2 separate regions of the Sparus aurata genome follow, and region 1 is linked to region 2. The links are chromatin contacts, called in public Hi-C maps. All regions are on one chromosome and are shown on one strand. Each heading gives the region's core, a stretch centred on a gene start, on an enhancer-like site or on the middle of the called end of the contact. The rest is flanking DNA. Distances are from core to core; before and after follow the strand shown. Region 1 holds the start of mkks (MKKS centrosomal shuttling protein). Region 2 holds the start of LOC115596549.

The links. A called contact is a pair of places that touch in the nucleus more often than the background predicts.
Region 1: a Hi-C map of skeletal muscle shows a contact between it and region 2, with 4 times the contacts expected there. The contact joins the promoter of mkks here to the promoter of LOC115596549 in region 2. A contact is called at or near these places in 2 of 2 Hi-C or Micro-C datasets (skeletal muscle and an unstated tissue).

What each region holds. Positions count from the first base shown.
Region 1 is chr15:13,111,809-13,116,759 of fSpaAur1.1, reverse strand. It overlaps mkks (MKKS centrosomal shuttling protein), which reads right to left and starts at 1,335. Exons shown (of 4, transcript XM_030442276.1): 1 at 1-1,335. The coding sequence starts at 969. slx4ip (SLX4 interacting protein) reads left to right here and starts at 1,470. Exons shown (of 7, transcript XM_030442281.1): 1 at 1,470-1,708; 2 at 2,278-2,335. The coding sequence starts at 2,309.
Region 2 is chr15:12,971,739-12,976,286 of fSpaAur1.1, reverse strand. It overlaps LOC115596549, which reads left to right and starts at 1,675. Exons shown (of 16, transcript XM_030441738.1): 1 at 1,675-2,640; 2 at 3,089-3,139. The coding sequence starts at 1,797.

The sequences.
Region 1 (4,951 bases), core at 86-2,585, 140 kb before region 2:
CATGAGAGTGATTCCCAGTCGCTCTATCACTATGATACCACGACTCCTCAGGTACTGCTGTAAAACGGGGTGGATCACCTTCTGGCATACAAAGAGCTTCACCTCATCTTTAACCACTTGTTTGCCGAGCTCCAGGAGCTGATCTAAGATCTGTGAATCTGTATCTACACCTGGGTGCATCTCAATTCTCCCGTCTCCTAGTTCAGAAAGATCACCAGCAAGAGATGCACTAAACAACACCATGCGCAGTGGATTTGAATGCAGGTACTCCATGTTGTTGAGGTGAAAGACATCAGGCATGTCCACCAGTAGACCTGGAAACACTGAAGAGCTCAGCACTGAGTGACCTTCAACAGAGACAATCACTGTTTTGCCAAGTGTGACAGTAGTTCCTGGGCTGTTACAGGGAACTGTCAGCAAAAAAGCCTGGACAGCCAACCTGCTGATGTGAAGTGTCTCCTGCTCTGTTAGCACACACGCTGGTTTGCTGGAGATGCTACTGCGAGCTAATTTGATCAAGTTCTGGCTGCTGCAGAAATCCAGCTTCACTCTAACACCACAGTCCTCTTGCTGTAGGTAACACGTACACAAATCCAGCAAGTACTTGTTCACTTTGATAACCACACTCCCCCTGAGACCAGACTGCTTTGCTCGCTCAATGATAGACAAACAGAGAATAGCAGCAAACAAACCACAGTCACTGAAACGAGAGACGTGGTTGAGAATGGAGATTTTGATCAGATTGATGAAAGGCTGTGAGGAGGAAACAGCAGACAGGAGAACTGAGGAGGTTGAGGTAGTTACAACGCGCCCTCCAATGTTGTTGTGGACCTGTTTTAGTCTTCCTCTCGGGCCAAAGCAAGACGTCAGGAGATGACGAAGCAAATAAAGCTTGTTACAAATATCAGTGTTGTCCAGTGGTTGGTCCGTACAAAGAGATGGAGATTTCTTGGCGAGCCGAGACATCATTGAAGCAACACTTTCTGACAGCACTGGCACAGCAGATTCACTGGAAGGTCATTGTCAACAGAAAAACGTTACAGGAGTTGCTTGGCATAACTTTCAGAAGTGAGTTTACTCTCTAAATGACGAAAAAGAGACGACTTATAAGCGACTATAGTGTCCTTTAAGCTGTTTTAGTTGTTTGATAGAAAACGCCACCTTCCTGCTTCCATGTTAAGCGCCTTTGCTTGCCACGACTCGGGTAGTGACACTTACAGCAGTGCCTGACCAGAAAATAAACAAAAGACTTGATACAACTTTAACCATAGTACATTAAAACAAACACGATAATGTTGATTGAATGTCATACTCGCTATTATCCGATTAAAGATCATATTTAGACATGTCGATAACATTTAACGACGAGGTTGATGCAGGCTTCTCCAATATGCAAGTCGTTTCCATGGCAGCGATCACTGCGTTGGGTCCTTGTTGGGTCCTATTCGATTAACAGTCGCATACTTTTGGACGTTTTTAGAAATTGTTACCGTAGCGACATATATTAATTCATTACTTAATAACGCTACTACCCCGCTGAAAAACAGAGATGGGCACTATTTTTTTTTTTATTTTTTTTTTTACCTTGCTCAGTATTTCCGCGATGTGTTGTTTTTGGCAAGAGTCATCCACTGAAAGCTTTTGCCGTTTTCGGACTACAAACCAAGTGACGTCATCTCTTGCAGCCTCCTTTTGAAAACTGTTGGCGGTATGAAATTTGTTGTCAATTTTAAGGTTCTTACCCAGCGTAATATCGACCGAATGTTAATTTAAAACTGCTGCAGTGTTATTAACGTGTAATGTGATAACAATGGCTAAACGTTAGAGCCACCATGTTGTTTCTTAGAACTGGCCTTTCGTCTTGTGAGCCCAGCTGTTCTCATTAAACGAACCGAGAAGTTAACAGAATGAGTAACTTAACACGCTCGATAAACTCTAATTAGATATTACGACGAAAATGCTTTAGCTGGAGACTACCTGCATTTGAACTGGCCATATTTATTTAGTCTAAGTTGGTTTACACAGTCTGAATATATTAAAACGAGCTCTATGGATATGACGTTAACGCAAAATTTAACCAATCTTTGTTAGCTAGGTTAGAGTGGTTTACCATCCATGTCGGTTGACGTGAGGATTTACATTATTTTGAGTAGAACATGCCATTCAAAAGCTCTGTCACTTATTCAACATTATCTAACAAGTATCAACATACAAAGTTGCTGGAAAGTGCATGTTTCAGGCCACTATGTGTAATCCCTGATTGTACACTTCTTCCAGGTGAAACAAGCTGACTGCAGTGTTCACTGAAATGGCTCCTCTTAAATTTGTTATTAAGGTAAGTGAAAATGAATTAGTATACAGAGCCTACTGCAGTGTTGTATTAAAGAAATATACTGAGTTATATGGTATTATAGTGTTATATTCAATAATGTCGTGTTATACCAAAATGTGCAACAGCTCCAATCTTGTTTATATCTACAGCGTGATATTTTCTATTCCAGAGGGAGCATCTGTAATTCAAGCAATTTCCCCCATGGGGATAAATAGGCTTAACAGTAGTTTTGTGAGCCTACTATCGAATAAGGCCTGGGATGAACATACGTATAGACAATAACATAAAAAAATATGATACTAAGTGTTGTGTCTAACTCCATCCATTCATCCATCCATCTTCTTCCGCTTTATCCGTGCCTAACTCCACATTTAAGATTTCAAAGAGTTTTGGAATATGCAAAGTTTAGATTTTTTAATTATGTTTACTGGGAACCTTCCTCAGCAAACCTAATTCAATTCTGTACCTATGCTCTATTGTATAAACCGGTTAAGCCAAGGGTTTATAACCCCCCTTTTTTTTTTTTTGCAAAGTTAGTATGTTGCCATAAAAATGTGTAACAAAGCAAGATGGTCTAATTACGCAAGAATGTTACCGAAATTAAAAGATGTTCATTCAGGCATCTTCACAAATACATTCTTTTGTATCTTTTGAACATGTACATATGGCATGTGCTGTAAAATCTATTGTTTTCAAGCAAAATAGCTTTTGGGTGCTTTTCACTGACCACAAAGCCTCATAATTACTTTAAACAAAATGTTTCCCCACACAAAATGCACACTAGATACTAAAGAAGACGATGAATCTGCATTTGATTAAAGCATCTCAGCTTTTGTCAGTGTTCATGATAAACAACTATGTTTGTGTTATTGCCAAACAGTAGAACTGCGACAGACAGTCAAGTGGCTCAAGTGGCTAGAGTTATTATGGTCTATACCAAACCACTGTAAAGCTGTTGTTCAGAAGTGTAAAATATGCAATGGCGGAATGTACTGTGCACTTTCTTCTCAAAATGTACTTTATTCATTTTTTTGTTTTAAAACATCTTTGCTCACAGTTTTGTCCTTCTCAGTAGCAAATTCTTTGACCACTAGGGGGAAGTACAGGTACACGTTTCGACTGCCTCCACATTCTGATGTTATTATTCATCCCTCAGAACACTTTATTCAGAGTTTCTGGTCACCTTTTGCAAATCTCATCTGACTGCCTCCCCGAGAGCCTTTTGTTAATCGGCACGGCCATACAGAGCAGAGAAAACTCATTCTATTAAAAAGCCAAGCTGGTTCATCCTCGGTCTGATGCTCTGTCAGGAATAATGCGCATCAGATGTTTTTGTTAAGTGCAGGAAAAGCCACTGCTTTCTCTTTTGTTGATGTTTCATTTATTGAGAGTTTTTGGACGAGGGCCGCAGACATTTGCACTGATCTCTCACATCCTCCGTAATGCCATGTGTGCCTAGTTGACCAGATATTGCATTGGCTCCCTTTATTTGTTTCATATGCATGCCTGCATACAGGCCACCCCACCACCACCCCCCTCAGTTGGTTGTGGGAGAGTAAAACCCTGGAGGTTCACGGAAGGTTCCTTCCCACTGGGCACATAATGATACTGTTGTGTTACTCTGCCTGAGAAAATGCACACAGCCTCTACCATGCTTAACCAGATAACCACAAACAAGTATGTTAGACGGGATCAGACCAAACAATAGCATTCAAGGCACTAGTCTGGGCTCCTCTTTCGCAAAACAAAACACCGCTGCCACCATGTTTTTTAATGAATGAATTGACTTATCAGAATATTGTAGAACAAAAATCTGAAAAAGACAGTTTCCATAAAGGCAATGTTGGAAACTCTGCACAGAGAGCGAGGATTATTGGGAGCAATTATGAGTTATGTTCCTGGATTCACCATGCTATGTTTAGCAGGGCTGTTGAGGAGTTTGTTTTATGATTCTTTCTCCTAAGTTGTTTTCAAAGCAGCTCCCTCCCTGCTCTGTGGAACTGCAGGAGGTGCTGGTATGCTCCTTCTCAAATAGGCTTAGACTATATAGTGACCTGCCACTTCTCAGACCTCCCGAAAAGGGCCTGCAGGCTAAAACACTGATCCGCTGAAGCGCTCGCTGTCTGCCAGGACATTACTGCTGCAGAGCCCTGCAATCTGCCTTCTATTAGCAATATGCACTGCTGACTTTCTAATGTAGTCGGTTGAGACAGAGTTTTTTAAGAACAAAAGATTGAGGTATCACAGAGCAGTTTAATGTCAGAGGTTTACGTGCTGTTTAGTGTTGTTGTCACTGTGTAGATGAGCTCATATCAGACCACACATCTCGCCTCTGTACAAAGTCAAGCAATCTGATTAGAAACATTTTGACACTTTCCAACTTGGGGAATCTTTCACAAGAGAAGGTGACAAGCACCCCCTTTCATCTCAGGACTGCCCCACATTTCTGTACAGATTTCACATATCCTAATGAGGCCAAACACTTCTCAACCCGCTATTTTTCTCTATCTACCAATTTCTCAAGGATGTGTCTGCCTTAGTTTTGTTTGCCGAGTGTTACCTGGAGATATTCCTGTCTGTTCTTGCTGCTTGAATTCCACTCTTGGGTTGTGTCTCTTT
Region 2 (4,548 bases), core at 426-2,925:
GATGAGGGTAGCAAATGGAAGAAACTGGGAAAAGTTATGGCAGAGTTAAAGACACAAACAGTAGCAGCTTACTTTCACTGCAAACAGACACTGCAAGGTGAGAGGTGGATTCTGCCGGAGGAGTGATTACTCCCATCATTCTACTGTCGCTCCATGGGCGTGAGAAACCACGGATATCATCTTTTCATGCAAGCCCTCGATGTGGGTGGTGTGGTAAAATGGTTTTAAGCTGAAGCTGGACGACTTATCATGTAGCAGAGGACAGGACTGGGCCTGTGGAATGAAGGAAATGTCATCTGATGCCATAGGGGTTGTATGAGCCAAGCATCCGCCAGCCCATATTCTCACCTGTTTCCAAACTCGCCCGAAAGCCTCCGACAGATGACCCGCAGAGAAATTGAACACTGAGTTGTACTAATGCAATCACATGCACGCTCATGCGAGGACGTGCACTAAACCTCACACGCAAACGCTGTTAATTCATAGAAATGCATGACTGATTTTATCTTTTTTAGGTCCACATTTTGCGTACCTTGTGCCTTTGGATCTGCCTTAATCCTTTGTGTCATGGATTTAACAAGGTGCTGGTCCATATTGACATGACGAGCATCACGCAGTCGCTGCGCATCCACGTCGTGAATCTCTTGATTTGCCACGTCCCAGATGCAGTGAGACTGGGTTCATGTTGAAGCCATTTGAGTACAGTGAACTCATTTTCATGTTCCAGAAATCAGTTTTAGATTATCTGAGTTTTGGGACATGGCACGTTATCCTGCTGAAAGTAGCCATTAGAAGATTGACTGGACCCTGGATGAAAAGGAACAGACATAGTTAGCAACAATACTTAATACACTGTGGCGTTTAAACAATGCTAAATAGGTACTAAGGGGCCAAAAGTATGCCAAGACAATATCCCCCCCACCACAACCAGCCTGAATACCCGTATTCTGACCCTGTGATTTGAATGTCCCGGCAGAGATCGAGGCTCATTCGACAAGAAAATGTTTTTCAAATCTTCCACTGTCCAATTTTGGTGAGCCCGTGCCAATTGTAGCCTTGGTTTCCTGCTCTTAGCTGACAGGAGTGGCACCCAGCGTGTAATTCTGCTTCAATGTTTGACATGTTGCGTGTTCAGAGACGCTTCCTTGTTGAAAGATGTGGTTATTTGTTGCCTTTCTATCAGCTCAATAGATGGTTACCCTGGAGATGGATGTGAAAATCCCGGTAGATCAACAGGTTATGAAAAACACTCCAACTAGCCAGTCAGCCAGCCGCATGCGTGCCATGTTCAGATTCACTTAAATCAACTTTCTCTCCAATTGTGAAACAAATCATCTTGACCATGTGTACATGCCTAAATGCACTGAGATATGTGCATTGATGAAATGTAAACCAGGTGAATCTAATGAAGTATAGTAGGGTGTATATTTTTTGGTATTATCTACATTATATATAGCCTGTGCAAAGATTTTATTATGGTAGGATACTGCTGTCTTACTAGGAGCCTTTTTAAAAGACAGCTGTATCTACAATGACGCTGCTTTACATATCAAAGCGCTACATTCATTTCAAGTATTCACCTGACCTGAAGAGCATGAATTGGCCCATTTATTTCTCTCCTAAGCAACACATGTTGCAGATGAGTGTTTGTGTTGTGTGCAGATGCTGTGGCGTCTCTCACAGGGTAGTGTTATATCTCAGAGATGTGGATAGTTGTTATCTTCTGTCTGTGGAGGATTATCTGAAAAATGGTGTGTTTCGCAGTATAGCCAGTGTAAGGTCCGGCAGCCGCTACTATGGCAAGCGCAGATGCGGGAAGACAGCGGCCTCGTTGGAGAAAGGGCACCCAGAGTCTTTCACGGGGGCTGTTCTGCTGCTCATGTTTGCGAGGGGAGGAGAAGGATTCTCTGCAGGGACAGGAAAGGAAGATTAATAGTGGCCCTCAGGATCCACACTTGGATCAGCGGGGATCAGGTGAGATGCAGGCTATCCAGATTACAGTGGAGGATCTGGGCATAGTTAACAGCAGCTTCAGCCTGTTCGAGGAGGACCTCCTGACCCCGGGGACCAGCATGGCCTGCTCAGCCAGCTCCGTGTGTGCCTGCACCAGGGCCCTGAAGAAGAAACGACTGAAGCCCCTGTCTTCCCTCCCTATCCAGGCCAAAATGGCTGCCACTTGTACCAGTGTCGAAGATGACGAAGAAGAGGAGGAAGACACGTTACTGTTTGGGAGTGGCACCAATAGCACGGCAGCTTCGGGAAGCCTCCTGACACAACCTGTCATTAATCTGATACCACCCACTCCCTCTGACGTGGCCGACGACGATCAGTTCTTTGACATTAATTCAGAGGAGAGCGTGGCGCACACATCTGGAAGTGACGGAAGCTTTGCTGCTGGCGACGAGGATAGTTACAAAGAGAAGACAGAGAGGGTGGAGACCGAGGAGTCATCAGAGGAATTCACAGTGGCTGAGAGTAAGGTCAGTGCTGATGGTGCAGCAACTGAGGAGGGCCAAAGTGATCAGTTGGGAGAAGATAAAGAGCCCATGCCAACCGAAGTGGGGGATAAAGAGAAAACAAAACCCAGGTTCTTACGTAGCATCTACCAGGTGGCTCCTCTTCCTGAGTGCTCTCAGAAAAGTGAGTCCAACTGCAATAACATCTCCAGTGCTGATTCATTAAAGCCATACTGACATTATGGGAAAAAAGTTTGCCTTCTTACAAAGAGATAGATGAGAAGATTGGTGCTGAACTATTTTCGGTAGCTCTGTGATATTTACCCTAGCTTAGCAAAAAATCTGCAAGCAGCTTGCTGAGCTTTGTCATACGTACCTGCTTACAACTCCAAAGCTTTCCTGTTGACTGGTTGCGTATGTGACTCTTGTAGAAAGATATTTTGATTTGAGAAGAAATTAAAAAAGGGACAATTTGAATTATTGTGAGTTAACACGTGTGCCAACCTACAATGACAACTCAAAATGTGTGCTCTTTGGCTGCAAACACATCTTTGAGTTGAAAATGTCCAAAAATGTTGGAGTGTCTTCGTAAAATTCAGCCAGTGTCTTGACCCGGTGTCTATCTGTCATAGGGATCTTCAACACTGGAATAAATCTCATGGCATTTACTGAGCACAACCTGGGTGAGTTTCCTTGAGGTAAATTTGCAAAAGTAACTGTATTTAAGTCCTCCTGTTTCCATTTACGCAAGCTCTAGGTGAGAGCCAAATGACCCCCAGATGATGGTTCGTTCCGTCCAGCTGCTGAGCTCATGTGTTGCCTCTTCGTTTTGATCTCGCTTCCCCATTCAGATGAAATTGCGGTCATTATGTGACATGGCTACAGTACCTCGAACGCCTCCTTTGGGAGTTGCAGAAGTTCCCCTTTGTCGGAATCCCTTTTTAGCCATTGTGTGTGTATTCCCAGTGCGTGGCTTGGCAGGCGGTTCCCAGGTTTTGGGTTCCTGTGACTCAGCATTGCTCTCCTCCCTCGGTCGTCTCTCAAAGAGCTTAATTTCTTTTCAGACCAGGGGAGGACAATAATACTGGACACGATAAGCATCACTTTTGCCTATCCATTACATAAATGTGCTGAAAAGTTTCAACTCTAAGGCTTTGCTTTGTCATTAACCCTGTGCGTGTCTGTGTGTGAATGCTTGTCAAACTTTATCACGCACCAAACCTGCATCGCTCAGTTTGCGTCTGTGTTTGCATGCGTGTGTGCAGTGTGTCTGCCTGTGCTAACCAGTCAGCGGTGAGGGAACTCGCTCATGCTTTGACTTGTCCCGACTGAGCCAAGTCAGACCAGGAATGATGTCCATCTCTCAGTTACTGCTGATTTCACCGTTTAAGGAAACGCCAGGCTGTGTCCCTGAGCCTGCCCAAAATGTCCTGTCCTTTGTTTTGATTGGGCTTTTCCTGGAAGACACAGGCTGTGTGAAGACCGAACATGGCTTGGGTAGGGTGGGTGTGCTGCTACCCTCCATTAGCGTTCTCAGACAGACAGCTCTCCATTTTGTGTCCCTTCTCCCATGCATGGTGAAAAGGAGTCACAGTGGGAGACTGGAAGTGATTTTCTCAGGATTTCAAACAGGCACAGTTGTGTCTGCGGTCAGCCTGAGGAGTGTGCTCCAACATGTCTTCGAATTCAGCCAGGACTCATCTCTTCTCTCACTTGGCTCATCTATTCAAGACAGTTGTGTTTTGATGTGCTTAGCCGTAGACCAGACTTTATGATCCTCTACAGAGTGACTCACAGGCCAGCCAGGTGATGAAGAGAGTGCCAGCTCGCTGCCCCCCTCTTTGTACTCCACTGTCTCTGCAGGATCCAGACAAGATTCCACTGCTGACACACATAAACCAATTACACTGTCTTATCTGATTCTGACTCCATCTAAACTCCCGTCCATGTCAAACCAGCCTTTCAGAAACAGGCCCCTGAAATGAAAAACATGTGTTTAAGAAATTAGGCAGATTTTTTTTTGGTGGGTAAACTATTTGAAAAGACTACTGTTCTTTGAACAGTAAAGGAGGGGGTCTTGACGCTTCAATCA